7 separate regions of the Mus musculus genome follow, and all the other regions are linked to region 6. Evidence: chromatin contacts called from public ChIA-PET and HiChIP or PLAC-seq data. All regions are on one chromosome and are shown on one strand. Each heading gives the region's core, a stretch centred on a gene start, on an enhancer-like site or on the middle of the called end of the contact. The rest is flanking DNA. Distances are from core to core; before and after follow the strand shown. Region 1 overlaps Rad51b (RAD51 paralog B). Region 2 holds the start of Arg2 (arginase type II). Region 3 holds the start of Rdh12 (retinol dehydrogenase 12). Region 4 overlaps Rad51b (RAD51 paralog B). Region 5 holds the start of Srsf5 (serine and arginine-rich splicing factor 5). Region 6 holds the start of Zfp36l1 (zinc finger protein 36, C3H type-like 1). Region 7 holds the start of Rdh11 (retinol dehydrogenase 11).

Region 1 (3,732 bases), core at 160-2,659, 790 kb after region 6:
CAACAACAAAAAGATTTACTGAGGACCTATACCATAGGCCAGGCACTACTAACTACCATAAGTATTGAGTATATGACATCACAATACCCCCAATAAAGGAAATGACGAGCAGAGGAGAGAAGAAAGTTACATTCTGTGTGCTGGCTAGATTGTATCACTTGGACACAAACTAGAGTCCTCTGAGAGAAGGAAACCTCAGTTAAGGAACCGCCTCCATAGGATTGGGCTGTGGGCCAGCCTGGAAAGGATCGTGTTTATTAGTGATGTATGGAGGAGAACCCAGCCCATGGCAGCTGGTGCCATCCCTGGGCTGCTGATCCTGGGTTCTGTAAAAAAGCAGGCTGAGCAAGCCATGGAGAGCAAGCCAGTAAGCAGCACCCCTCCATCAGCTCCTGCCTCCAGGTCCCTGCCCTGTCTGAGTTCCTGTCCTCAATTCCTTTGATGATGAACAGTGATGTGGAAATGTTTGTTTGGGGCTTTCAGTTTTCGTGTTTTCTTTCTTTCTTTCTCACTTTCCTTCCTTCCTTCCTTCCTTCCTTCCTTCCTTCTTTCTTTCTTTCTTCTCTTTTCTTTTTTTAATTTTTTAAATATTTATTTATTTATCTATTTATTTATTTATTGGTCATGTGTTTCATCACAGCAATAGAAGCCCTAAGACATTCCAGAAGGAGAGAAAAGCAAACACATCAGGGGCCAGCTACAGTGCCCTAACAGTTAATGTAGCTGGAACATCAGGGGCCAGCTACAGTGCCCTAACAGTTAATGTAGCTGGAACATCAGGGGCCAGCTACAGTGCCCTAACAGTTAATGTAGCTGGAACAAGGAGCAGGAAGAAGCCTGAAAGGTTGAAGGGGAGGAAGCCAGAGCGCCAGGCAGAAATCAAGGTCCCCTCAGACCCTCAGATCTGTGGTAGTCTGTTGGGGTTTTATTAAGAAAAATGAGAAGTGTGGGAGCCGACCTGACCCCATCAGGTTTCCTTTTTTAACAGATCATTACCTTAACCACTCAGTCACCACATCCCACAAATGTGTCTTTAAAAATAAAAATAATTTTTTTTAAAGTAAAAGACTGCTTGCTCTGGGGGGTGGCTCAGTGCTAGAAACCACTGGCTGATCTTTCAGTAGATGGAATTCATTTCCCAGCACCCACATGGTGGTTCAAAACGATCCTTAACTCCAGACCTAAGGGACCTGCCACCCTCTTCTGGCCTCTATTGCACCAGGCACACACTCATCGCTCATATATACACTCAGGCAAAACATCCGTACACATAAGATACAAAATAATAAATAAATCTTTTTGAAGGTCTGCTCAAGAGGCTAGGGAGATGGCTCAGCAGGCAGGAGTGTCTCAGGGTTGATGGCTGCCAGCCTAGCTCCAAGGCCAGTGAGAAACTGTATCAAAGGAGGAAGTTAAAGAATGAGACAGCAGGACACCCAACATCCTCCTTTAGCCTCCATACATAGGCATACACGCCTACACACACACACACACACACACACACACACACACACACGCACGCACAGATGGAGGGACAGAGGGAGGAGGGAGGGGAGGGGAGAGATGGTTCTAGATGTCACATGGGGAAAAGGCTTCAAAGGGCAAGGGTAAAACAAGATAACTGCTGTCCACACAAGAAACATGGTGCCTTCACCTAGGGAGATGATACCTCAGATTATCAGGAGCAACTGGATTTAAAGTATAATTCAGGCAGGGAACCGGAAGAACTTGATTGATTGGATGAATATCTAGAACAGTAGTGATTCAATCAGGATTGTAGTTACTAGTGTAGTGTTCTTCCTCTCTCTCTCTCTCTCTCTCTCTCTCTCTCTCTCTCTCTCTGTGTGTGTGTGTGTGTGTGTGTGTGTGTGTGTGTGTGTGTGTGTGTGTGTGTTTAAACAGGGAAATCCAGAATTCATCTTCAGGTATATCAAGCTGTCCACATATATAGATGTGACTGTAATATGTTATTATGTCAAGTGGCAAATGTATATGAATCTGGAGCTTGTGGGAAAGCTCAGAATATGAACACAGGACCCTTCTGCCATAAAGAAATGTGCTAAAACCATGAGAGTGCATTGAGAGATTGAGGACAGATGGAGGAAGACCAAGATCCTAAAACTGAGTCCGGGATTCTCCAAGGCTTATATGCTGACAAAATGGAGAGGGACCAGCAACACAGACTAACATGGTCAGAAACAGGGATAAAACCTAAGAAGCCAACTGACAGGAACTGTTGGGGAGAACATGGTGGCTGTGTGATAGGGCTGAGAGTCAACACTTCCTGGTGATGTGACAGCAAACATACTGTACAAGGGCAGCACATTAGTCAGTTTATAGTAATATTGGTATACACAAACTTACCATGTTACCAGTCATATAAAAGCACAGTATATAAATTATGCACAGTATACAACACTTGGTGATATTTCTGCCTGTGCTCACTCTGCTAGCAATCATTACTTCAGATTGTAAGTTACCTCTACAGCATTTTTAAGGTCTGGAAAACACAATGCATCAGCTTCACACTGCTTCTGCTCACCACATCTTTTGATTGTGTGCAGAGGCTACATCCATGATGAACACACACAGCAGTCTGTGTAAGCACACAAGAACAGAGTCACAGGACTGACTGGCTTAGTCATCCAGTCCCCAAACCATACCACTACCACTAAGCAACGCATGGCTGCATTTTATATACTATTGAGTTGGAGAAAGTTTTGAAAATCAATTTCAATATAGGGCTAGGAAATAAAGCCAATATGGAGTGAATTCAAGATAAATAATAGGGAGATTTTGCCTTCTGTGCACAAAAGATTAACTGGCTTGGGAATTGCCCCGATAGCATCAACTAGAAAAGCAGACAAAATAATCTGAAAGAACAGTTTCACACACTAAACAATAGTTCAAAACTGTGACCCTCCTGAGAAAGGAAACTAGTAAAGGAACCTAAAGTGCCCCAGGCTCACACCAGAGGCACTTTCTATTCTACGACACACAAAAGGGGAAGCCAATGTGAGTCTGGTGGACCCAAAGATGAGATCAGAGTATGAAACAGCTAAGCTGGTAGAACTCATGAAGTCACGTGCAGAAAAGAAAAGGTGGCGGTGTGTGGGGGGGGGGGGGTGGGGTGGTACACTCCAGAGCTAATATGCATAATGTATGGAAGGAAACGCTTCAGGATGAACCAGGAGACAACGGGAGACTAAACACTTCCAGCACTTACACAAGATGAAAACAGTGCATATTCCCACACCCACAAGGAATACAGAGATCTCACGATACCTTGGGTAACAGGTGGGAGTCCTCAGAGGGACTTCACAGTGCTAAGGCTTAATCGGTCTCAAAGACCATCAAAATAATCTTAACTATATATTAAAACAAAAAATCTAACACCTCAGAGATGTACATTAAAGTTCAGCATCTAACATAGCCATGTCTAACAATCATTAGGAAAGGGCTGGAGAAATGGCTTAGCCATTAAGAGCACTGTCTGCTCTTCCCCTAAGGACTCAGTTTCAACACAGCACCCACATAGCAGCTCACAGCCATCTGTAACTTCAATTCCATGGGATCCAATATCCTCCATGAGAACCATGGACTGATGCACAGATATACACATGCAGGCAAACACTCAGACACATAAAATAAATTTTTTTCATTAATAGGCATGTAAAGGAGAAGAAAAGATCTATAGTCAGGAAAAAATTTAATTACTAACAAAAGACCAGA
Region 2 (3,491 bases), core at 172-2,671, 980 kb after region 6:
AACTGAGCAGTTAGCTCTTGAGCGAGCTAGAATCCTTAGCTGCACTGGCAGTACACTGGCAGTACACTGTTCCAGGACCTACTTTGCTCTGCTTCACTTTCCCCAACACTATCTGCAAGAAGACTTCCTCTGAAGATTCCCTGATAGATGTTTATCTGCAGAAGGAATCCAAAGGATACCAGATGGGAACAAATTACAGGTGCCAAGCTGCTACCACAGGATCAGGATAGAAGAGATGAGATTCTGAACAGGTTTTTTCCCCTTCCGGAACAAACACAGAAATCCAACCACTTACCCAACCTGGAGAGCCTCTTCAGCAAGCCAGCTTCTCGAATGGCAGCTGGACCATATTCCACTCCTAGCTTCTTCTGTGAATCATACAAACCCCACAGACATAAGAGAAGGTGAGGAAAGGAGCAGAAACACTTTGACACAGAAATCTCTGCTGCTACCCGGAGCTCCTAAAAGACTCCTCTGCAAACCTTTCACAGCATCAAAACTTCTACTGTAGAAGGCTGATCGTTTCACTAAATGCTTAATGGGCGGAGGGAAGATTCTGTTCTTGAAAGCAAATCAACCTTCTGAGTCCCTCACTGAGAGCCAGACCAGGAAAGTCTCGGATCAGGAAAGGGCTCAGTGAGCTTTGATCCGGTACCTGTATCTGGCAGAACGCGGCACCTAGCTTCCCCATCAGTGAGTGCGCCCTCCGCGACAGCAGGTTCCTTTCATTGAAGGCAGAACAAAGCCCCTTCGTCCCTCCCGCAGTTGCAGAGACCGACATCAATTTCTTTCCAGGTTAATGCTCTTTCTGCAAGAATAGAACCTGAAGCCTGCCTTAATCCCCGGTCACCGTCTCTAACCTCCTCTCCGACAATTTCTCAACGATCCCGGTTTTGCCTTCTCCAGCTCCTCCATGGAATCCTCTCTCTTTTCCTTCCTGTCATCACCCCAAAGCTGGAAATGCCCACTCTCCGTCGTCCTGGAGGCCGCAGATGCTCGCTTCTCGATGCCCACTTCCCTCCCTCTCGATGCCCAGTGCCCTCTCTCACCCCCTTGCCTTCCATCAGTCCCTCATCTCCATCTGGGTCCAGGAAAACCCAACGTGCGCTCCACGTACCCGCCATGGGATCCCGCGAGCTCTTCCCCCCGTTTTTTCCCCCCTCCTCCCTCCTGGCCCCAAGAAACTCTCTAGGCTTAGTGTCCCGTCAGCTCGGGTCGCAGCTCTCACCTGTCCCCGAGAGAAAGGGGCTCCGACTATAGCTACAGAGTGGACGGATCTCGTCAGGACGCAAGGAATTTGCCCGTGGAGGAGACGGGAGGCGCTGCTCCTCAGGAACATGATTGGCAGGGAGGGGATTACCCTAGGAGAACCGGCTCGGTGCAACTCAGGACCTCGAGTGAGTGCAGCCTCCCACAGCTTCGATGCTTCACTAGGCGAGCGCACCGCCCTGTGACGTCAGCATCTCTCGGACACGCCTCCAACCAGCCCCCGGCGCACCTTCTCGGAGGACTACAGCTCTCCAGGGCCTGGGACGCGCCTGCCGTTAAGTCACCATTGGACCTGTCCTCTCTTTCCCTGGACACGCTCCCCCCGCCCCCGATGCCTAAGCCACCAAGGCGGATACCATAAAGCCGCTGATCAGAGTGGCACCTGTGTGGTTTCCCGGGAAGCAGCGTCCCTGCCAGGTTGGAGACCTCAGTGGAACTTGAGAACTTGACACATGTACCCGCCCCAGGCGCTATCTCGGCTGAAGAGTTGGCACTGGCCGTGGCCTGCCCGCACCCGGGGTCATCTGCTAACCCACACCAAGTCAGCATCCATCTGCAGCTTTCTATCTCAAAGCTTAAAATCCTAGAAACATTTACCCCATCAGTGTCCTCTTGAGTCTGGCTTTTTAAAAACTCACCTACCTTGGATCTTTGGGGAGAATTTAGAATTTACCAAGCAATTACTTTCTAGATTTTTTTTTTAATTTTTTTAAACAAAATTTTATTTCCTTTTCAGATTTTTTTAAATGTGTATGAGTGTTTTGCCTGTATATATGTTTGTGCACCACAGACATTCATGGTGCCCAGGGAAGTCAGAAGTGGATATAGGATTTGCTGGAACTAGAGTTACTACAGACCTTTATGAGCCACCATGTGAGTGCTGAGAATCAAACCCAAGCCCTTAGCAAAAGTAACAGATGCTCTTAACTGTTCAGCTACCTCTCTGGGCCCCTGTTTTCAGTTCTTTACATGAACAATAAGAGCACTGGTTACTAGAGGCCAACTATATCAACACATTCTGATCATTCTAAATTAAAAGGAGGCTGAAACAAATCCAAAAATATCAAGGAGCTTTTCATGGTTTTAATAGTAAATAGTGGCTGATGGCCCTGCAATTACGGACACACATTGCTCTTGCAGAGGACCTGGTTTTTGCAGAGTTTTATGCATAGCCATTAACCCCAGCTTCTGGGGAATCCGATGCTTCTTGCCTCCACAGACACAGCAAGCTAGGGGAGATAGAAGGATCTGCATTCTTTGTTGTAAGCACAAGTTTACAGTATGATAAAATGGACATATTGAGTGTTTCATACAGTGGCAAGATTGTCTAACACTGTACTCTTAACTGTGACTCTGTAGCCTGCTGTAGTGGCTATTCCTGGTTGTCAACTTGACAATATTTGGAATGAACTACAATCCGGAATTGGAAGGCTCACCAGTGACCCTTATCTGGAGGCTTGGAGATCCTTATCTGGATCTTGGTTTGAAGATCTTGAGCCGTAGTGGCTATGGATTCCAGAAGATTGAATCTCCGAGTTAAGGAACACACCTTTAATCTGGGCTATGCCTTTCATCTGGGATTAAAGGTGTGGTGGAACACACCTTTAATCCGGGCTACACCTTTTGCTGGAGACAATATAAGGACATTGGAAGAAGGGAGTCTAGCTCTTGCTCTTGCTCCTTCGCCTGCTTGCTGCGTGAGACTGAGTAACTGCTAGATCCTTGGACTTCCATTCACAGCTGCGACTGAACCATTGTTGGGAATTGGGCTGCCGACTGTAAGTCATCAATAAATTCCTTTACTATTTAGAAATTATCCATAAGTTCTGTGACTCTAGAGAACCCTGACTAATACAGAAGTTGGTACCAGGAGTGGTTCTAGAGTAACAGAAGTACAAGGATGAATCTTTTAAAATACTGGAATTGGCTTGTTGATCCACCAGCACTTTCAACTATTGAAACCTCTCCAGATTCTCTCCCTCCTGGGAGCTCAGAGAATTTTGAAGACCCATGGTTGAAACTATATTCCGAACTTAAAGAAGCTAATGCCCTTGATTTTCTTAATGAATTAGGTGATTCAGTGCACAAAGCTTTCTACAAGATGGGGAAAAAATCGAAAAATGATTTTACTGGCTGGCTGCTCTTAGTATCTGTGGAAAAAATGATGAATGAAAGGAAGGAGTTGTGTGATAAAATCGAAAGGCTCCAGACACAAGTAAACG
Region 3 (3,662 bases), core at 691-3,190, 900 kb after region 6:
GCAAAGAACTTCCTGTCGCCAAAGGAAGGAAAATCATCCACCATTTCCCCAAAGTCACGCTGAGATGCATTAAAGAAAAAGGCCACATAAACCCAAAGAGGGAGGCCTTTAACTTGGAGTTATAAATAAGACTTTATCATCGTTAGAAATTAATTTGCATGGACCACTTTTTGGTTGGGCAAGGTAGTGGCCAGCTCATAGACAAGAATTGAAAGGTCATGTGTCCAGAAGCTAAAAATAGTCACCTGAGCAAGCAGAGAAAATGCTCCTGAGCCAGGGCCAATGGAGACATTCCTTGTCAGATAAAAACGCTATCAGTCTAATCTCTAGACTTCCACGGGTCAGCTTCCTCCTCTGACCCACATTGGAATCACATGGGTGATACACATTAGAGGACTCAATGGTCCTGAGCCCTATGGCTCCAATAGTTACTATAGGAACTAGCAGATAGCATCTGGGTTGACACATTAACTACTTCCCTCTCAGTTGTCTTTTTTGTTTAGAGAGAGAGCATCCTGAGTGACTTTCTGGCACTTTATTATGGATTTTATTTAGGCCATTGGCACACAGAGAAAGCTTTCTTGTTGAAAACAAGACCAGAGAGTCTAGAATACTTCCTGAACATCACTGGATGGCAGACACTGAGCTAGACACTTTCTATACACTGTCTTTTCTTGATATTTTCTACATGCACTGTCTAGCCTAGGCTAGACTTTCTACACCCAATATTTAGACTAGGCTAGACACTTTTCTACACTCATGAGGTCTATCCCAGGCTTGATTTTCTATACATTTTCTGTCTAGGTTTAAACACTTTCTGCACCCAGTCTACCTCCATGCTAAATAGTTTCTGCACTCACTATCTTTCCACATTTTCCATACATATTATCTTTCCATATGCCATTTATATTAATTTCCCCTGCCATTTCAGTATTACTTCTATATTACAAAAACAAACACACACAAGCAAACAAAAAAAACCTCTGAAGCCCAAAGATGTTTAAGTCATTTCTAAGGGTGGCCGGGACCAAGTATGACACTTTGACACTCTGTCCTCAGTATGCCTATCTAACCTTCCTTTGGGGTGGGGGTGGGGTCAGGTCAGGGGGCAAAGGTTCAAGACAGGGTCTCTCTGTATAGCCCTGGCTGCCCTGGAACTCGCTCTGTAGATCAGTCTGTCCTCTAATTCAGAGTTCTTTCTGCTTCTGCTTCCTGAGTGCTCGGATTAAAGGCACGTACAACCACACCTGGCTCCTAACCTTTCTAATCATCAACAAAATTTAAAGCCCCCACATAGAATAGCCATTTCTTGGCACCTCCACAAATCCCCAGTGAATCATTTCCAAAACACTTCTTGAGAGAAGTATCAAGGGAAGAGAGTTTGCTTCCTTTCCAGAGTGCCTAAGACTTGACAAGGAGTCCCTTAACGATGAAGTCCCCATGACACTCACCTCATCTAGGGACAGAAAAGAAAAGGAAAGTGTCAGAGAAACCTAAAGGAATCAGAGGAAAGTGCCACAGGACTCATCTACTCCGCCTTCCTCCTTCCTCGGCATCCGAATTCAAATCAGCCCCACCTCCTCCCACCCAGGTGCTTCCTTCTCGTTTTCTGCAGAGGCATCCAGAACCCCTCCTTTCCTGTTTTTAATGTACTAATCTCGCCTCCGCCACCTTCCCTCCTTCTTCTTTTAGAAGTCAAAACCATCTTCGTAAAGTATCTTTGAGTTGCTGGATTAAAACAAACCTGATGGATGGAGCTGTCAGATACAAGATGGAGAGGAAGGACGTAAGCAGTACCAAGATAAACAGCATCTTGTCAACTTTCTTAGTTGCTGCTTCCCACCCTCAACCTAGCCCGAGGATCCTTCTCTGGCTCCAATTCCTGGCAGCTTCTGTTGGTTCTTGGTTCCTCTCACTCTGGGACACTCAGCAACTGGCTGGCTTAAGCAATGCCCAGAATCTTACTTAAATCCGAGAGCCGCCAGAGCACAGCCTCCTGGGAGTTGTAGTCCTAGAGGGGTGGGGCTTAAGGAAAGATTAGGGCTTCACCTTATATTGGCAGTGAGAATTTGGCAATACTGGAGTTCCTCCTCAACACGCTATTTTCAAGATAGAATATGTTACACATTATCAGCAGGCTTCAAAAAAGCCAGGCATAGTGACAACGTCTTATAATCAACGTATTTGGCAGGCTGAAGCAGATGATCACTTGAGTCTGTAGTTCAAGACTGGCCTAAACAACATAATAAACTGTGTCAAAACAAAACCAAACCAAAAAAAACAAAACAAAGAAAAAAGCAAGCATGCGAACAAACAAAAAAAAAATCCTCCAAGTCCTAATGATGCTTGAAATATGTGTGATTAAAAATGGAAGAGAGATAGTAAGAAGGATGGCTAAGTAGGTCAAAGCACTTTCCATGTGAGCTTGTTGGTATGTGTCCAATCCCCAGGATCCATGTAGAAGTCAGATGTGGCAGCTCAGGCCAGAAGAGTGGCTGCCGTCTGTAACCACAGTAGTCCTACTTCAAAATGGAAACTGGAGCTCAAAGGCCAGGTAGCCTCGAGGAAGTGGAACTGCAGGATCAAGAGGTAGGTACGCACAAACCTTGCTTCGAAGACAAAGTAAAAGGAGTGACCTGACTTTTGAAAACTTGTTCTCTAATCTCCATATGCATGTCCCTACAAACCCCAAAGTAAATTAACAGGGCAGGGAAAGTGGCTCAGCAGGTATCAGCAATAGCAAACAGGCACAGTGACCTGAGTTTGGTTCCCAGGTCCCACAGCCAACTCTCCAAGTGACACTGTGACCTCCACACATGCTGAAGCCTGTGCATTCCTGCACTCTCATGTATATATAACCAATTAAATAAGTAAAAGTTAAAAATAAATAAATGGAAGAAATAGGGAGTGGCTGAAGGTCCTGTGGGGCTGGCAATGTGCTGGTCTTTGATCTTCGTGCTAGTACACAGGTGTGCTTACTGTGAACAATCACTGAGTTGGGCGCTTTTGATTTGGGCATTTTGTGTGTGTTCTTTACATTACACTTCAGTGAAGTTGACACACCCAACGACATGTCAAGCAAGAGTAGAGTGTTTAAGTATTCTCGAGCTAGACTCAAATTCCTGACTCAAATCCCAGCTCAGCATCCTTCAAGCTTCAAGGTCCTGGGCAAGTTATTGAGTCTTTCTGCTGCCTCAGTTTACTTGATTATCCAATGGGAGTGATTATCAGTTGCAAGTCTCCACATGGCCACTCGGGCCACTCACCTCAGATGATTCTCAGGTCAGGTGGACTCAGGGGAGGACACAGCAGTGGGACAGCAGCTTTGTAAAACAGAGATGAGGGGCTACTCTCTGATTTGACCTTTGGTGGTGGTTTGTCAAGTGGAGTCACACAGCTGTGGCCGATGTCACCATGGTCTAGAACATTCTGTAAGAACAGAGCCTACAGAATAAGAGCAAGTGTGAAAACTGTAAATGCCTCTTCCTCTTCTTCCACTCCTCCGCTTCCCCCTCTTTTCATCTTCCAATGACATATCCTGGCATCCAGATGAGAAAAGTAGGAGCCTAGCATGGCCCCCAGTGGTTTCCCCAAAAGATCTTTTGTACAATAATGTGTCCATTTCTAGTCAGGAGCCGTTTGCTGCCACACTCAAAACTGTC
Region 4 (3,796 bases), core at 798-3,297, 690 kb after region 6:
ACACTAAATGAAGAGAAAGGAACTCCAACCCAATGGAACAAAGGCACAGACAGGGCAACAGGAAGACGAGACAAAGCTAAAGATGACTAGGGCCTGGTCAAGATGCTCTGCTTAGAAGAGAAAGAAGTTCCTTGGTTATTTCTGAAGGGAATCCACATTATCAGTTTTGTGCTTTTGAGAACACTATATGATATATTGGAACAGTCTAGCAAAGGGGTGGATGGTAGACGCTACTGCTACAATATTGTGGAGGTAACAGGCTCTTGGACTGGAACAGAAGTATCTAAAAAAAGACTGAGAAAAGGTTAGAAACTATTTAAAGTTCACATTATCGGAAGGTTGCTTGATAATGGCATGTGAGGGGCTAAAAGAAAAAGAACACAGGGTACCTCCTGGGCTCCTAACTTGGATCCACTGAGAAAGAAGGTCACAGAAAGCAGAATAGGCTAAGAAGGGGAGGGGTCAAGAAGCAATGGGATTAAGGAGAGGTTTTAGGATGCCTCCAAAGCCAGACAGACATAGATTCCAAAATGAATACGATGTAAAGAGCTCAGAGAAGCTGGGACAGGTCCTCTGAGAGAGAGGTGAATCCTCAGATGAAGCAGGACAAACTTTCTTTCTATGAAAGAATAGGGCAGGGCACAAGAGAAAGAATGTGATCATAGCAAAAGGCCTTTCAACAAACCAGCCACAGAATTTAGCATTCCAAGTGTCTTCTCACTTTTTAAATTTTAAAAAAAAATCATTTTGTTTTGCCTGAATGCATGTATCTATACGCCATTTCCATGTCTGTTGTCACATCTCCTGTTATGACAGTTACAGATGACTTTGGACCACCATGTGGGTGCTGGGAACCAAATCTGAGTCCTCTGGGAGAGCAGCCAGTACTCTTAATTTCTCAGACATCTCTCAGAATCTATCTTATCCCCTTTAACATTTACAACAACTCCAAGGCACAAGGTTTATTATCTTCATCTAACATACAAGGAAACTGAGGCTGAGAAATCTCATATACCTTGCCCAATGTGGTGGTTTGAATATGCTTGGCCCATAAGTGGCACTATTAGGAGGTATGGACTTGTTGAAGTAGGTGTGACCTTTTGGAAGAAGTGTGTCACTGTGGGGGTGGGCTTTGAAGTCCTATGTTTAACTTCTGTCCAGGGTGAGAGAATGTCCTCCTGGCTACCTGCTGAAGACAGTCTCTTCCTGGATCAAGATATAGAACTCTTAGCTCCTTCTCTTGCACCACGTCTGACTGCTATGATAATGGACTAAACCTCCGAAACTGTAGGCCAGTACCATAAATCTCACTCTATAGTTTTCTTCAATGAACTGAGCAGCTCAGGAGCAGCTGCAGAATACCCATGTCATCTACGGCTGGGAGCTCAGTAGGCTCAGGTACCTGATAGTAGGGTAAAAGAGTTACCATTGACAAGAGAGAAGTTGGAGGTACGACCTGTGGGATATAAAGTAGGGCAGTGGGGATAGCAGCAAACTTCTTCCTTAGAATCACAAGGTTCCTTCAGGTTGAGTAGTTAGTATATATATTAGAAAAACAGATGTTGTGGTCAGAAAGGGGAAAGTGCCCACATATTCAGACAAATCATGCAGGACAAAGAGGGGATTGAGGTGTGACAGATGGAGGAAAGTGTCAGAGAAGAAAAAGGTCTCAAAGATGAGGTTTTGAAAAGAAGATTAAAGAGGGTATTACAAGAGTTGTAGGGGACTCCGAAGGTACAGGGAGGAAGGAAGAGGGGAGAGAGGAGAGGAGTTGCAGAGTTGAGGTCAGCTGGTAAAGATGACCAGGAGAGGAGTACATGCTAGTTTACCCAAACAGAACATTTCCAGCACAGGAAAAACGTGGTCATCTGAGAGGCAGCGAAGACTTAGGAAGACCTGGCAACCACAGCAGGAAGTAAGACAACAGAAAACAGCAAGCATCCTCTCAAGAGTGGCTGGAGGGAAACTATCTCAGGGGACAGCCAGACCTCACATCAGGGAGAATGGTTCTGAAAGCGGCTTGCCCAAGGCCAAGCCAGGAGCCATGCCTGCTTCAATTAACATGATGCTTGTGCCGAGGAACTCTCAAACTGTGGCACACCATGTATGTTCTCCTTCACCCTGGCTCTTCTGACACCACAGTAACATAGTTGGGGAGAAATCCAAGAAAAGTATGAATTTGAGAAAGAGAGAAAAGAAATCCTTTTATACAAAAAATAAAAACAAACAAACAAACTGGGGATGGAAACTGCCACATTGACCCCAGCTGAGCAAAGTAGTTTATTTAGAATCATTTGAACAAGCAGACACCATTTAGGGAGCTAAGCAAGTTTCTGTTGCCACATCTGGCTGTGTGCTCAGCCTTCTCCACGCATCACGAAGCTCTCTGTAAACCCACGTTAAAAGGACCAGAACAACACTCCTCATTTGTTCAACATCCTCTGAAGAAAGGCAGCCCAGCCAAAGGTTAAAGTAAATACTTGGTCACCAAATCATGCTTCAAAATTGTATTTATTTACACGCAAAGGTGTTCTCTTTTCATTTTGAACACAAAGGCACAGTACAAGGTACTATGCTGAATACGATATCATTTTTGTAAACAATCCATGGTCTGCTTTGGTTTTGTCTTCTATGGCGCCGGTGACTGGACAGATGGCCCTGCACACGCTAGGCAAACATTCTGTCACAAAGCTGTATGCCCACTCTTGTTTCTTACTATAGCTCAATATATACAAAATAGATTATTTTAAATACTCTCAAGTGTACAGGTCAGTGACAGGGAACACAGTCACACGACGGTACGATCGTTACGACTCTCCAGCCCCACTACCAATGGCATACTATAAATATTAAATGTTAACAGATGCATGCCAAGAAATGCTAACAAGGGACGGTTAAGTTTGGTTTTATATCCCCACTTTTTTAGTCCTCTGTACTTCTTGATTAGTTTTTATCATAAAAATGTATTCCTGGAGTAAGTTTCTAATGTCAGATGGTTTTTAGACACTGATAGTTTGAAAACTGAGAAAGGGAAGAAGGACGAGGAGGCTTACAATCATCTTGCTTAGATTTGGACCAGAGAGTTTACATGCCATCTCAAGCTTGTCAACTTTTGTATTCGTTTTTAGAATAGAAAAAAAGACACATCAATTCCAAAACAAAAAACAAACAAACAAACAAACAAACAAACAAAAAGCCCAAAACCCTATTAGACCAAAAGAGAGATTATTGCTACATACATTATCATTGCTAAGTGTCTAGTTTTCCCTTTCTTCCTAGTTATAAGAATCCCCTAAAGACAGTATTTCCTAATTATCCTTAGTAGCTATGGACAGAGTCCCTGATAGGCAGACATGTTTTGCTCAAATGTGTGAACCTGTCAGGCTCTGTTTTTGTTCAAACAGGCCAACTCTGAGTTGGGGGGAGGAGGCACCTTCAAAGACCCTAAAGCCCACTCCTCGGGGAGAGGCTTTCCTGAGTCTCCTTCTGCCTTAAGAAGGTCTTTCTCTGTGTCTTGCTGTGTGTGTTTCCTCACCTCTAATAAATGTTTTTCTTGACAAGCTGATTCTGTCTGTCTTCTGCTGTCTACTGTGTCTAAGATTTCTCCCACCACCTTTTAATTCTTTAACTACCAGAGGAAAAATTAACCAATCCAGACCCCTAAATGGCAACAGATTGTTGTATGATCATGTGACAGATTTTAGCAAAAAAAAAAAAAAAGTGCTGTGTAAAATTTCAAAGAAAATTCTGAAAGGCAGGAGGCACACTCTTATCCCTCTCTTCCTACCAGGAGTAA
Region 5 (3,704 bases), core at 542-3,041, 830 kb before region 6:
AGAGCTTTTGGACGTGCATGCATTCTACAGCACATTAAGATCATGGAAGCCGAGCGTGGTGGCGCACGCCTTTAATTTAATCCCAGCACTCGGGAGGCAGACAGATTCCTGAGTTCGAGGCCAGCCTGGTCTACAAAGTGAGTTCCAGGACAGCCAGAGCTATACAGAGAAGCCCTGTCTCGAAAAACCAAAAAAATAAAAAATAAATTTAAAAAAAAAATCATGGAAGTGTTAAGATATACCTTACACTCAGATACTATAACCCTAAGCTAGGGATGACTGAGAATCAACTCCAGCCAGCAGTTACTTTAACTTCTTAACAGAAGCCACTGCTTCTTGGCCACTTCTAACATCTTTCTGGGAAAACAATTCACATGGACTCAGAGTCCATGCTCATCACAAGAGCTCTACCCACTTTGTTTTTTTTTTTTTTCTTTTTTTGGAGACAGGGTTTCTCTGTGGATTGGCTTGCCCCTGCCTCCCAAGGGCCAGAGACCAAAGGCATGTGTCACCACCACAAAGTTACCTAACTTCTCGACAGATAATTCAACTCAGTTTCAAGTACTTACCACAAAACCAAAACCTCTTTTCAAGTCAATATCTCGGATCCGTCCGTAACCCTTGAAGAATCTTTCCACATCTTTCTCCCTCGCTGCTGGATTTAGTCTCCCAATGAACACTCGACAGCCACTCATGATGCCCGGCTAGTGTTTCCTGTTAGGCAGTAATTGAATCGAGACAATATCAACGATTGACACCATGGGGGTGGGGGATGTTCAGTCAAGCAGTCAAACACACCCCACGTTTACCAACTCTACTAACAAGGTCGCCATGTACCTTTTAAGTCGTTCACGACCACCACATTCAAATTCCAAGTTAAAACTTAACTCTCCAAAAGACCCCCTTCCCAGGTTCCACACGGCAGCCCACCACAACGCCAGTAGCCACCTTTCTAGACTGCGCAGCCGCACACGCTGTCCCCGGATCCCGGGGTTCCCCTCCCATCTGCCGCAGTTAAGGCCAGGCCGAGAAATGCGGGCGGAGCCGAGCCCGCCCTCTGCCAGGCCTGGTCCAATAGCAGCCGGCCGCGCCCGCGTCGCGGCCTCCCCGCGCGTCACAAGCCGGAATCTCGCGACGCCACCACCGAGCCTGCGCAGTGGGCGACGGGGCGCGTTCGCAGCACAAAATGGCGACGGCCGAAGTATGCGGCGGGGTGTGGGGGGGGGAGGAGCGTAGCGAGCCGAGCTGCGTGCCCCCGAGACACGGGCAAGCCCGGGGCCCAGAGCGCTGCGCCTGCGCCGGCCCACGGGGGGAAACCCTAAGCTGCCCTGGGCCAGGCCGGCTCCCCGGCGTCCGGGCCTCGATGAGAGCCATTAAGGGCGGCAGGGAGGGGCGCGCTGCTTCCCGACACAAACGCCCTCCCCACGCCCGCCCTTCCGCCTCGTGTCCCCCTCACGCAACACCCACAGGGAGACGTGCCCCAGCGCCCACCTCAAATCAACTGCGCTCTCTGAGTCGCCGTCCTCCGCAAAGAGCGAAGCCCCGGCCACTTGCGACCCGAGCGGCCATGAAGAAGCCTCGATCCGAGAAGCCTTGCCCTCAAAGCGTGCCACTCACCTACCGGACAGGGTCTTTGGCGGCTGAGACCCCGGAGAGGTCCGTAGTCTGCGACGGAGCTGTCTGCCTCCCTACACAAACACACACACAACACACATACACACGAACCCAACTCGTCTACAGTCTCTCCACAACTGACGCACTTAGCAGCTCGGACGTTGCACAAAATGGAAGGGACGTCCTGGCGTCACTTCCGGGGCGGTGCCAGAAGCTCGGGGACCGCCCACTTGGAGCTGAGGACAGACGGTTCCTGGGAGCCGGAAGTTCTAGTAGGGCGGGGCTTCCTTACCGCGACCCCTGGCGAGAGCAGTGGGTGGTGGGAGGACTAGAAACGTTCGTTCAGTTGGCAGGATACACCGGGACACTTCTTTGGATACGAAAAGATGTATTTAAACTTTTTCTTAGGTCCCTCGAAGATTACCAAGAAACCCAGGCTTTTCAAAAATCACCTGTTTCTTTTAAAAATTCATTTACATAGTCGGTCTCGCTAAGCAGTCCTGGCTAGCCTTGAGCTCAGCGATCCAGCCGGTCCGCCTTCAGTGTGATAGGATTATTGGCCCGAGCACCAGGTCCAATTCTTTCTTTCTTTCTTTCTTTCTTTCTTTCTTTCTTTCTTTCTTTCTTTCTTTCTTTCTTTCTTTCTTTCTTCCTTCCTTCCTTCCTTCCTTCCTTTCTTTCTTTCTTTCTTTCTTTCTTTCTTTCTTTCTCTCTTTAGCCTCTTCTGCAAATTGTACTTATCAATGTCCTTCAAGAGAGGGTTCTTAGCCGGGCGTGGTGGCACACGCCTTTAATCCTAGCACTTGGGAGGCAGAGGCAGGAGGATTTCTGAGTTCAAGGCCAGCCTGGTCTACAGAGTGAGTTCCAGGACAGCCTGGTCTACACAGAGAAATCCTGCCTCGGAAAAAAGAGAGAGAGAGAGGGTTCTCTGAGGCTCAAGTAAGTGAATTCTTTCAGTGTTGTGGTTTTTGTTCTGATCAGCCTAAGGAACTGAATTGTTTTCTACTAAAGGAGAGATTTCACGTGGTGAAATAATGAAATTGGTACTGTGGGTAAAAAAAAAAAAAACAAAAAACGCTCCTATATATTGAATCCCTAGGGCCAATCTTGGCTCAGCTAGCTGGGAAAGATTTCAAGTTGTTTCTAAATCCAACTGGCCATTGTCCATTCCTTTCTGTCCAGGTCTCAATCTCAATAGTTAGGTGGACGGTGGTAGCTTCAGCCTTTAATCATCTCTGTGAGTTCCAGGCCTACCTTATCTACAAAGTCCAAGACAGCCAGGAAAACCCTGAGTCAAAGAACCAAAAAAAAAAAAAAAAAAAAAAAAGAGTCGAAATCAACAGTTATTGAGAAATAGAGTTTATGCTTCCAGCATGGATGTAATACACAGCAGTCCACATCGGTAACTCTATCCAGCCTTCCCCAGTGAGGTTGGGAGGTCTAGAAACATTGACAATAAAGACTGTTGTTGTTGTGAAAAAGGCTACTTCTCTTTAATATTTTTATCTGTAACCTAAGGCATCATCTAGATTTTGAGATGTACCTAGAATAGAGTCACACAATTTCAGCTAGGGTCACAGGGATGAACTGATAGCTCAAGAAGGAGCAGAGCAACCCTGGGTCTGACCTCATTCACGTGGAATAAGCTTGTCTATTCAGTTAACTATGCAAATAAAAACAGCATCAGTGGACCCATTAAAAAACATGTAGCGGGCAGTGGTGGCGCACTCCTTTAATCCCAGCACTCGGGAGGCAGAGGCAGGCGGATTTCTGAGTTCCAGAACAGCCAGGGCTACACAGAGAAACCCTGTCTCAAAAAAAAAACAAAAAAACACTTGTATTATCCCAGAAATGTCTGGGGGTGGGGGGTACTCTCTTTTGGATAAATATTTTCCCCATGTCATTCTTTAGGGGCAAGGGCATCCTTTCCAAAGACATTCAAACAAATAACATATATGTAGTAGAGGAAAAGAGTTACAGAGATCACAGATTAAGAGAACATTTATTGTCCATCACAGACCTGCTAGCTGCCTTCCTCTCCCCAGAAATCGGGTTACACCCTCCCTGAAGGTGTTAGGAGTTGATAAGAA
Region 6 (3,514 bases), core at 758-3,257:
AAGGAGCAAACATCCCTTTAAAAAGAAACCTACACACCCGAATGATTTAAATTAAGGTGGATGGAAGTTATTTCCCTTCCTGGCGCTTGCCAGATTTCAAGAAAAGATGAAAAATGAGAGCGGGGGAGGGAAGGCACAGCAGCAGCAGCAAAACCCGGGGCAGCAGCCGTGTTAAAAAATGGGGGGGGGGGGCATCAACTCAAGTCACTGGAGAGGAGTCAAGCAGAGACCCCGCGGGGAATTAACGTTAGGTTCGTGGGCTGCAGTAAAAGTCGTGTTTCGCAAAGTTGAAAGAAAAAAAATTGTTTCTAAAACAGTTGTGATTTGGAAGGTTTCCCTGGGTTTGCCCAGAGGCTGGCGATAAATAAAAGTTTTGTTTTTTTTTTTTTTCTTAAAGTGTGCGTGTGTGTAAGGGGTGGTGCGCCTCGAACGCTCTGCTCCGCCCGCTCCGTCCTTTCCAGAGAAACGTACTCGTAATGGGGTGACCTAATTACATCGCAATGGAACTCGCTGGTAGCCACTCGGAGCACCGGGTTTCATAACAGACCCGGCGGCCTCGAATGCTGGGAAGAAACGTGCGAGGCCTGGGCGGTGCGGCCCGCGATTTCCGCCCGGGTCTCCACTGCAGCACGCGAGCCGGTGCGGGTGGGAGGCAGCCAGACCTAATAGTAAATAAACACATAGTTCGTGGTTTTAAAGGGCGGTGTAATTCATTGAAGGCCACTGAGTTCCGTGGGTCTTATTGCTTGGTACCCCCAAACCGGGCATAGTGACAAGCCATATGTTCCGTTCGCGTGGGGGCGGGAGAGCAGCAAGAAGTGTCGCTTCCCCCACCTCTACCTTCCTTCTTACCAAAGTAACTTTTTCCCCCCTTGTTTTTAACATTCGGGGATGTGTGGAGGAGGCAGCCCGAATTCAAAGCGCGCGTGGAAAGTGACTTGTTGCTCTTTTATTTTCAGGGGGTGCCCTTGAAAGTCTGGACTTTTCTGCTGTAGCAAGTTTAAAGATCGGTTATGTGAACAAAGCGCCCCATCTAGGTCTGAAAGAATTCTGCCCAGGCAGTGGTGCCCCCACCATACCGGGAAAACGCAGGCTGCCGGCCCAGCACGCGTGGACCCCGCGCTGCGCGCAAAATCTTACTGCTCTCGCCCCCTCCAGCCTAGGCTCTCCTGGAGAAAAAGTTTTCTCTGGTCATCCCTACTTCTTTTGCTCACTGATGGGAAACAACAAACATAAAACTCTTGACTCGAACATTTGGGGTGCTCCGCATTCCTAAACTCCTCGCCCAGCTCATTTTGCGATGGGCAGCCGGGTGTGGACAGGGAAGTCAGGGGAAGGTAAGTCGTGCGGGCACTTGGAGAAGTTTCAAGGGACACTAGCTCAAGATGGAAACCGCAGCCCTGGCCCGCTCAAGACCAGCTCCAGCGCCTGCTAGGAAGAAAAAAAAAAAAAAAAAAGACAGGGGGGAGAGGGAGGGAGGAGGGGGGGGAGAGAGAGAGAGAGAGAGAGAGAGAGAGAGAGAGAGAGAGAGAGAGAGGAGAGTCGAGCCCGCCTTCCAACTCTTAAAAAAAAAAACCAACAAACACAACAACTCGAACTCCGAAGGGGGTGGAATGAGTGATGTCACAGAGCCGAGCAGCGAGGTTGACAAAGGGTGGGCGCCCCTCCCCCTCTGCCGGGCTCGGCCCAGGGGAGGGGCGCCCCCGGAGCCCGCGGACTCGAAACTTTTCCTCTTTAAGAAAAAAAAGTTTTGCGCCGCTCCGAGTGCTTTTTTTTTTTTTTTTTTTCCGCCTTCTTTCCTCGTCTCCCTCCCCCTTCTTCCTTTTGAAAGTTTCTTTCCTCCCCCTTTACCCCTCCCTCCCTCTTGACCGCATGGCTGATTCAACCTCAGTGTCAATCAACTTTTTTTCCGCCTCCTCTTCTTCATTTAAATACGTTTAAAGCTCCTCCTTCCACCCCCCCCAACCCACCAAATCTTATAAATTGGGCTTTGCGCGCCGCAGCCCGGGAGAGTCAGAAAGGCGAGGGGCGCCGGGAGCAGGCGTGTGGGACTCCTGACCGGAGAGCCGGAGGCTGCGCCTTCCCCGCACCGGGACCTTCACGACACACCAGATCCTAGTCCTTGCCCCGTGCGAACGCCCACGATGACCACCACCCTCGTGTCCGCCACCATTTTTGACTTGAGCGAAGTTTTATGCAAGGTAAAGCAGGGCGGAGCGTTGGCTTTTTGAAAGTTTCTCTTGTGCTCCAAGAAACTCTAAAAAGTTTGGGTCTCGGGGACGTGAAGGAGTTTCACTGCTTGCGTTTCCCTCCATGGTGAAGGAATTTGTTTATGTCCTCCTCGCACTTAAGTTTCAGGTCCCAGGTGGGGTTCTGTGAATCCGGGGAGCAAAGTTCTGGGCGACTGCTCCAGTTTGCGGGGCAAGGAGGTGCGGAAGAGTGGTTAGGTTTGGGACGAATTTTGAAGGATTCTTTTCTGCATGGTGCACCTCCGGAGCTGGGCTAAGCGGGTGGGCTCGGCTTCGCAGTGTGCGCCTTGGGTTTCCTGTACCCGCTGGAGATGTTCGAGGTTACCCAACACCTTTTGCTAGGGGTCTCTAGGAAAAGCGAGGTCTCAGGGCGGTATCTGACTGGGAGAATTTTCCTGTCTGTTTTGGGGAGCTAAGAGATAATGCGACGAAGAAAGAGGCCGACTTAAGGTTCAAAAAGATGTAGGCAAAGCGACTTTGTAGTGGAGTTTGTCCGCCCCAGCTGGGCTAGGTTCCCGCTGCGGGAGCTGGTCGATCGTGCTGCAAACTTGGGGCTGAAACTGTTTGCTTACCTGGGTTGTGAGGCACTACGGTTCGTTGACTAAGGAATAGGGGAACAAAATGCTGCCAGACCTCAAGTTCCCGCCAGTTAGGATTTAAGAGGGCCAAAATGGGGCAGTTTGCCAGTCAGGTTTTTGAAAAACAAAACAGAAAAAAACTTTTAAAACCGTAATGTTCCAGGAGTGCGATTGAAATAACTCCGTGAATGTTGTTAATTTTTTGCCCGCTCTACTTCCCCCAACCCCCCAATTTGAAAGGATGAAGCTGCTAGGCTACTTTTAATTGCTGAACTGTTTTTGCCTTCCCTTAAACACGTCGGGTCATGTTGCTCTCTTCCTAGCTCGCTGCTCCTGTCGGTGCAGCTGCCAAGGCCCCGGGGCTGCAGGGTTGGGGTGCAGGGCCGTGCTGGAGTTGAAGAGCAACATCAAAAACTTTGCATTTTCGGCTTCTTTCCCTCCCTGCGTTTTTCCAAGTCTGTTTGCCCTGGCGGCAGCCTGAGCTAGCCAACTCCATCCTGGGCCCCGCTGCCCCGCTCTTTGATCTATTTCTCTTTCTTTTGCCCCCTCCCCCCGCAGGACTTTTTAAATGAACCTCATTGTTGGAAGCGGCTCTCCTCTGGGTTCCTGTAATCCGCTCGGTGGGGTGGTTGCGGTTACAGGGTTACCGATTCCCGATCCCCTGCTGCGGATCCTAAGGGACTAACT
Region 7 (3,710 bases), core at 229-2,728, 920 kb after region 6:
CATCAATATGCTACTAGAAAGTTATCTGGGTGTGGGCCTGCCTGTATGTATATGTATATGTGTATGTGAATGTGTATATAAATATATGTCTGTCTGTCTGTATATGTATATGTATATGTGTATATGTATATAAGTAAGTATATATCTGTCTGTCTGTCTGTCTGTCTGTATGTATGTATGTATGAAAAATGGTTGGAGCCTTGCTCTATCTGTCACATGTGTGAATGTATGTGTGTGTGTTTATAATTCTTCCCCACCACCCCCTCTCTCTTTTCTTTCTCACTGATCCCCAAAGAGTTGTCTCAAGAAGGCTGAAGGTTGAAGCAGGAAGGAGAAAGCTGCAGCTTTGACAACTCCTGAAGCAGTACTTCACAGCTGTCTGTGTCACCTCTCAGAGACTACACCAGTTTATTGTAGAAATACTGTTAAACATGTATAAAATGAATAAGAAACAGAATACGTAAAAGACTTTTTTCTTTGAGCTGTGAGCTGCTCTCTACATACTAGACACTAAGAAAGCGTTAAATGCTGATGATTACTAGATAATCCAATACTAAATCTGTAAGAATATGTCTTCTTCCCAGGTGCTATACAGTATATGGCTCCAACTTGACTGTGGAACAGGTATCTTCCAATGAATGGAAATTAATTATGCAAATGAACCAGAAACTGAATAGTGAAGGTGGGAAACCACAGACAATGACTTTTAAAACTTGTTAAACATGATAACTCATGTTTATCCCCATGAGGTACACCTCAAAGGAAAGAAAAGTTTGAACAGGGAGTTTGCCTTTTCCCAAAGAAATGTTCCTGGCCTTAGTTCAAGACGGGATTAAACTCTTTGACAAAGTGATAAAACCAACTGTGCCAATCTGAGAAATGCATTGTTTCCTTGAAGAGTAATACATGATATAGTCATCCAAGAAACTATTTTATTATCAAATAACAACCAAGGGCTTGGGAAATTATGAAGGATACTATCATAGATCGAAGTACACACAACCGTGACTCTCTAGGAGGTCTTAACTTGCTTTGCCCCATAGGGCAAAGGTCATCTCTGAGGAAGGACATCTTCCGCCACACCAACTGTCCGACTAACGGCTCCTGCCCTTTGTAATTAACCTCAGAATACTTTCCAGACGCTGTCTCCCAGACAAAATGTAATTTCCTAATAATGATTGGGGAAAATTGAACCAAACACTGGACTTGGGCTCCAGGAGATAGCAAACCCGCGAGACTTCCAAAGAGTCAATTAGTGGCCAGAGGAGTGGTAGAAGGGCTGGCTCAACGATCCCACAGGCCTAGGCCCTGGACCACTGAAGACCATTGCTCCACGGTTGTGTTATTCAACTTTTCATAGTGCTTGGAAGTATACTCTGAATGTATCACCGCCAGGCGGCCGCCAAATCCAGGACTACATTTCCCAGAGGGCTTTGCTCCCTGGCGGTTGCAGTTGAACCGGGGTGTGTCTAGGATCAGAAGCCATAAGTCCCGCTGTCCTCTTTAGAGCATCAACTTCAACTGCGCTTCGGTGGTGCTGAGATGTTCGGATTCCTGCTTCTGCTCTCTCTTCCCTTCATCCTGTACTTGGTCACGCCAAAAATCAGGTCTGTGCGAATGTTGCTTTTTCTTGCCAGGTCTTTTAGAGAAGATAAAAAATCCCTACTGAAGCCCTCTCCCTAGCCCCCGTAAAGAAAGACTAGGAAAGGACTGAGAAGCCCTTTAAGGTAGCAAAGATCTGGAGTTTACTGGACTGTAGGCGAGATCCTGGTGCCCTGGATGTGGGCACGGCCAGACGTCAGACCCCAGGTGGTCGTAAAAGCGCTCCAGGTCTCCATCATCCTGTATTGCTCTTTCTGGCCTACCTTATTTCCTCTAGCACTATTTGCTCTCTAGCTTCGGGAAGCCGCTGAGTATGGCGGGCTTTAGATTCTAACTGTTTTCTCCACTCCCAAGCTTTGAACCAGCCTTTGTCTAACTATTTGTCTCCAGCCCTTGAGGTACTACAGGAGGGTTGCACTTTTTGCTCTCTGAACCCGATGCCAATGTTATCTGGGGCATGCTTCCTTGTTGCCGTTATTCACTTGTTTAGGTGTTTGTGACAACTGAAGGGGAAGATTCATTGTCCTTCGGAGTAGGAACACGTGCTTGTTTGCCCTAATTAGATTACTAGGAGCCAGGAGAAGAACCACGTGGTCAAAGGATGGTTTCTTAATTAAGTGTCAGGTCAGCCCAAACCTGGAGGTGTGTGTAATCACCTGAGAATCAGCGGCAGGCTACCACAAGGGGCAGTCCACTGATTGGTTCTGAGTAAGTCACCAGGAGTGACGGTGGACCAGTAATAAACGCCACCTTCTTTCTGGGCGTGGCCATAGTTCCTATTGGAGCTGAGGCTGTGCCATCCTTCTGTCATTTCTTACCATGACCAACATTTTTTCTTCCAAGACCTACTTCCCACTCTTTTTGCTTTTTCTTCTCTCTCTGGTGGCTACTTTCATTTTTCCCCTCTCCTCTCTGAATACTTACAGCTCCCATAAGTAGGCACACATGGGCCTTGTACTCAGGTAAAAACTTGGGTTTCTTTTTACCACAAGATCTTCATATCCATATAGAATCTCAACAAAACATGAACCGGAGCTACATCCAGTGAAATGTGTCTTAGAAGCGAGCACTCTAAGGACTCTACTATCCCCGTTGGAGCCAGCATGGGAGAGTGGGGCCAGAGCTGCGCTTTCAAAGTTGATTTCTTGTTTTCGATGATGACAGAGGAAGGAGGAAGAGCCAATTCCTGGTCCCCAGGATTTGTCAGTGTTGAAGTTCAGTCTGAAGGGACGTGAGACACAGAGCCAGGGGCCTTGATCGCTGAGGAGAGAGAGGTTCCTTTGGGTACCACAAGTTAGTTTGTCTTAAGTAGTGGCTGCTTGCAGATAACAAGTTTAGTGGAATGGTTGAAATGCTCCTTAAAAACGCACTTCTGAGTCAACAGATCCTTTTAGTCCTAAAATTGAGAAGAGAAGAGGAAAATCTGAGGGTTGTGTTTGTGCTTCATCCATTTGGAAAGGCCAGCAAAGCCTACGCACAGGTGCAAGGACTCCAACCAGACAAACGTATGGATCCTCACTCTGCTGGAACTCTGCTCTGTTGTTGTTTTGTTGTTGTTGTTCTGATATTAATGTGTGATGTCAGTAGTCAAACCCAGGGCTTGGCATCTGGGTAAACTATGTATGCTTACCCTGTTATATTCCTAGCCCTTGTCTCATTCTTAAATGTTTTGTTTTTGTTTTTAAATGTGTGAATGTGGCTATCTTTTTCTTATTTTTGACCTAGATTCATAAGCTTATGATTTCTATTCTTTGAATTGGATTAGCCCTTCTTAAGATTATAAGATGCTGTTTGTCACAGATTGGCATAGAAAGGCCACTTTTCTTCTGTTTGGTTGAATCTTATGATTTCCTAAGCCAAGCATGCCTGATTGGAAACTAAACTGAAGTCAGGTGCCTGACCAATCAAACACTTATCTAGGTCTTGTGCTTTGGGGAGCAGGTATAACTTTGTTTCAGTTATTTGAGACGGAATCTCTCTATATCTCCCTGGCTGTCCTGGAACTCACTATGTTAGACCAAACTGGCCTTGAACTTAGAAATCTGCCTGCCACTGCTTCCCCAGTGCTAGGATTAAAGGCATGGGCCACCATACTCAGCCAGATCTAA

The links. ChIA-PET counts read pairs in DNA pulled down with a chosen protein or histone mark. HiChIP or PLAC-seq counts read pairs in DNA pulled down with a chosen protein or histone mark.
Region 1: an H3K4me3 HiChIP or PLAC-seq map of bone marrow-derived macrophages shows a contact between it and region 6, with 13 times the contacts expected there. The contact joins the enhancer-like site here to the promoter of Zfp36l1 in region 6. A contact is called at or near these places in 1 of 39 promoter capture datasets (hematopoietic stem and progenitor cells), 2 of 484 Hi-C or Micro-C datasets (B cells and bone marrow-derived macrophages), 25 of 115 datasets of contacts at active chromatin or transcription factors (the SCID.adh cell line, T-cell acute lymphoblastic leukemia, acute myeloid leukemia and 16 more) and 1 of 9 other capture datasets (embryonic stem cells).
Region 2: a contact with region 6 is called in an H3K4me3 HiChIP or PLAC-seq map of embryonic stem cells, with 4 times the contacts expected there. The contact joins the promoter of Arg2 here to the promoter of Zfp36l1 in region 6. A contact is called at or near these places in 2 of 39 promoter capture datasets (hippocampal neurons and stem cell-derived epiblast-like cells) and 2 of 115 datasets of contacts at active chromatin or transcription factors (embryonic stem cells and large pre-B cells).
Region 3: a contact with region 6 is called in an H3K27ac HiChIP or PLAC-seq map of extraembryonic endoderm stem cells, with 9 times the contacts expected there. The contact joins the promoter of Rdh12 here to the promoter of Zfp36l1 in region 6. A contact is called at or near these places in 3 of 39 promoter capture datasets (embryonic stem cells, hematopoietic stem and progenitor cells and hippocampal neurons), 1 of 484 Hi-C or Micro-C datasets (B cells) and 7 of 115 datasets of contacts at active chromatin or transcription factors (the SCID.adh cell line, bone marrow-derived macrophages, embryonic stem cells and 3 more).
Region 4: an H3K4me3 HiChIP or PLAC-seq map of the 230-238 cell line shows a contact between it and region 6, with 9 read pairs. The contact joins the enhancer-like site here to the promoter of Zfp36l1 in region 6. A contact is called at or near these places in 1 of 39 promoter capture datasets (embryonic stem cells), 1 of 15 datasets of contacts at CTCF or cohesin (pro-B cells), 5 of 484 Hi-C or Micro-C datasets (the 63-12 cell line, B cells, CD8 central memory T cells and 2 more), 22 of 115 datasets of contacts at active chromatin or transcription factors (the 230-238 cell line, CD8 T cells, DN3 thymocytes and 16 more) and 3 of 9 other capture datasets (adipose tissue, embryonic stem cells and pancreatic islet).
Region 5: an RNA polymerase II ChIA-PET map of memory CD8 T cells shows a contact between it and region 6, with 87 read pairs. The contact joins the promoter of Srsf5 here to the promoter of Zfp36l1 in region 6. A contact is called at or near these places in 3 of 484 Hi-C or Micro-C datasets (B cells, CD4 T cells and CD8 T cells) and 3 of 115 datasets of contacts at active chromatin or transcription factors (memory CD8 T cells, pancreatic cancer cells and thymic regulatory T cells).
Region 7: an H3K27ac HiChIP or PLAC-seq map of trophoblast stem cells shows a contact between it and region 6, with 6 times the contacts expected there. The contact joins the promoter of Rdh11 here to the promoter of Zfp36l1 in region 6. A contact is called at or near these places in 8 of 39 promoter capture datasets (the 3T3-L1 cell line, cranial neural crest, embryonic stem cells and 5 more), 2 of 484 Hi-C or Micro-C datasets (B cells and embryonic stem cells) and 13 of 115 datasets of contacts at active chromatin or transcription factors (DN3 thymocytes, the NIH/3T3 cell line, the SCID.adh cell line and 8 more).

The regions. Positions count from the first base shown.
Region 1 is chr12:79,318,783-79,322,514 of GRCm38.p6, reverse strand. The region is part of intron 5 of Rad51b (RAD51 paralog B); the gene reads right to left. Among named protein-coding and RNA genes, the nearest start is that of Rad51b, 23 kb to the right of the region's middle. Within about 2 kb of position 1,409, at least 52 of the 459 cell types and tissues checked have an H3K27ac peak or open chromatin away from gene starts, as enhancers often do. A contact at or near this core is called in the SCID.adh cell line, acute myeloid leukemia, bone marrow-derived macrophages and 1 more, where this site is marked.
Region 2 is chr12:79,128,718-79,132,208 of GRCm38.p6, reverse strand. It overlaps Arg2 (arginase type II), which reads right to left and starts at 1,421. Exons shown (of 8, transcript NM_009705.3): 1 at 1,229-1,421; 2 at 296-368. The coding sequence starts at 1,339.
Region 3 is chr12:79,207,191-79,210,852 of GRCm38.p6, reverse strand. Rdh12 (retinol dehydrogenase 12) reads right to left here and starts at 1,940. Exons shown (of 7, transcript NM_030017.4): 1 at 1,745-1,940; 2 at 1-12. The coding sequence starts at 1,812.
Region 4 is chr12:79,422,347-79,426,142 of GRCm38.p6, reverse strand. The region is part of intron 7 of Rad51b (RAD51 paralog B); the gene reads right to left. Among named protein-coding and RNA genes, the nearest start is that of Rad51b, 130 kb to the right of the region's middle. Within about 2 kb of position 2,047, at least 13 of the 459 cell types and tissues checked have an H3K27ac peak or open chromatin away from gene starts, as enhancers often do. A contact at or near this core is called in the 230-238 cell line, the 63-12 cell line and pro-B cells, where this site is marked.
Region 5 is chr12:80,943,586-80,947,289 of GRCm38.p6, reverse strand. It overlaps Srsf5 (serine and arginine-rich splicing factor 5), which reads right to left and starts at 1,791. Exons shown (of 8, transcript NM_001079694.2): 1 at 1,618-1,791; 2 at 570-714. The coding sequence starts at 695. It overlaps Gm20337 (predicted gene, 20337), which reads left to right and starts at 1,891. Exons shown (of 3, transcript NR_045057.1): 1 at 1,891-2,553.
Region 6 is chr12:80,111,506-80,115,019 of GRCm38.p6, reverse strand. It overlaps Zfp36l1 (zinc finger protein 36, C3H type-like 1), which reads left to right and starts at 2,007. Exons shown (of 2, transcript NM_007564.5): 1 at 2,007-2,201. The coding sequence starts at 2,145. It overlaps Gm52006, which reads left to right. Exons shown (of 3, transcript XM_030247048.1): 3 at 398-1,440. The coding sequence ends at 477.
Region 7 is chr12:79,189,623-79,193,332 of GRCm38.p6, reverse strand. It overlaps Rdh11 (retinol dehydrogenase 11), which reads left to right and starts at 1,478. Exons shown (of 7, transcript NM_021557.6): 1 at 1,478-1,607. The coding sequence starts at 1,543.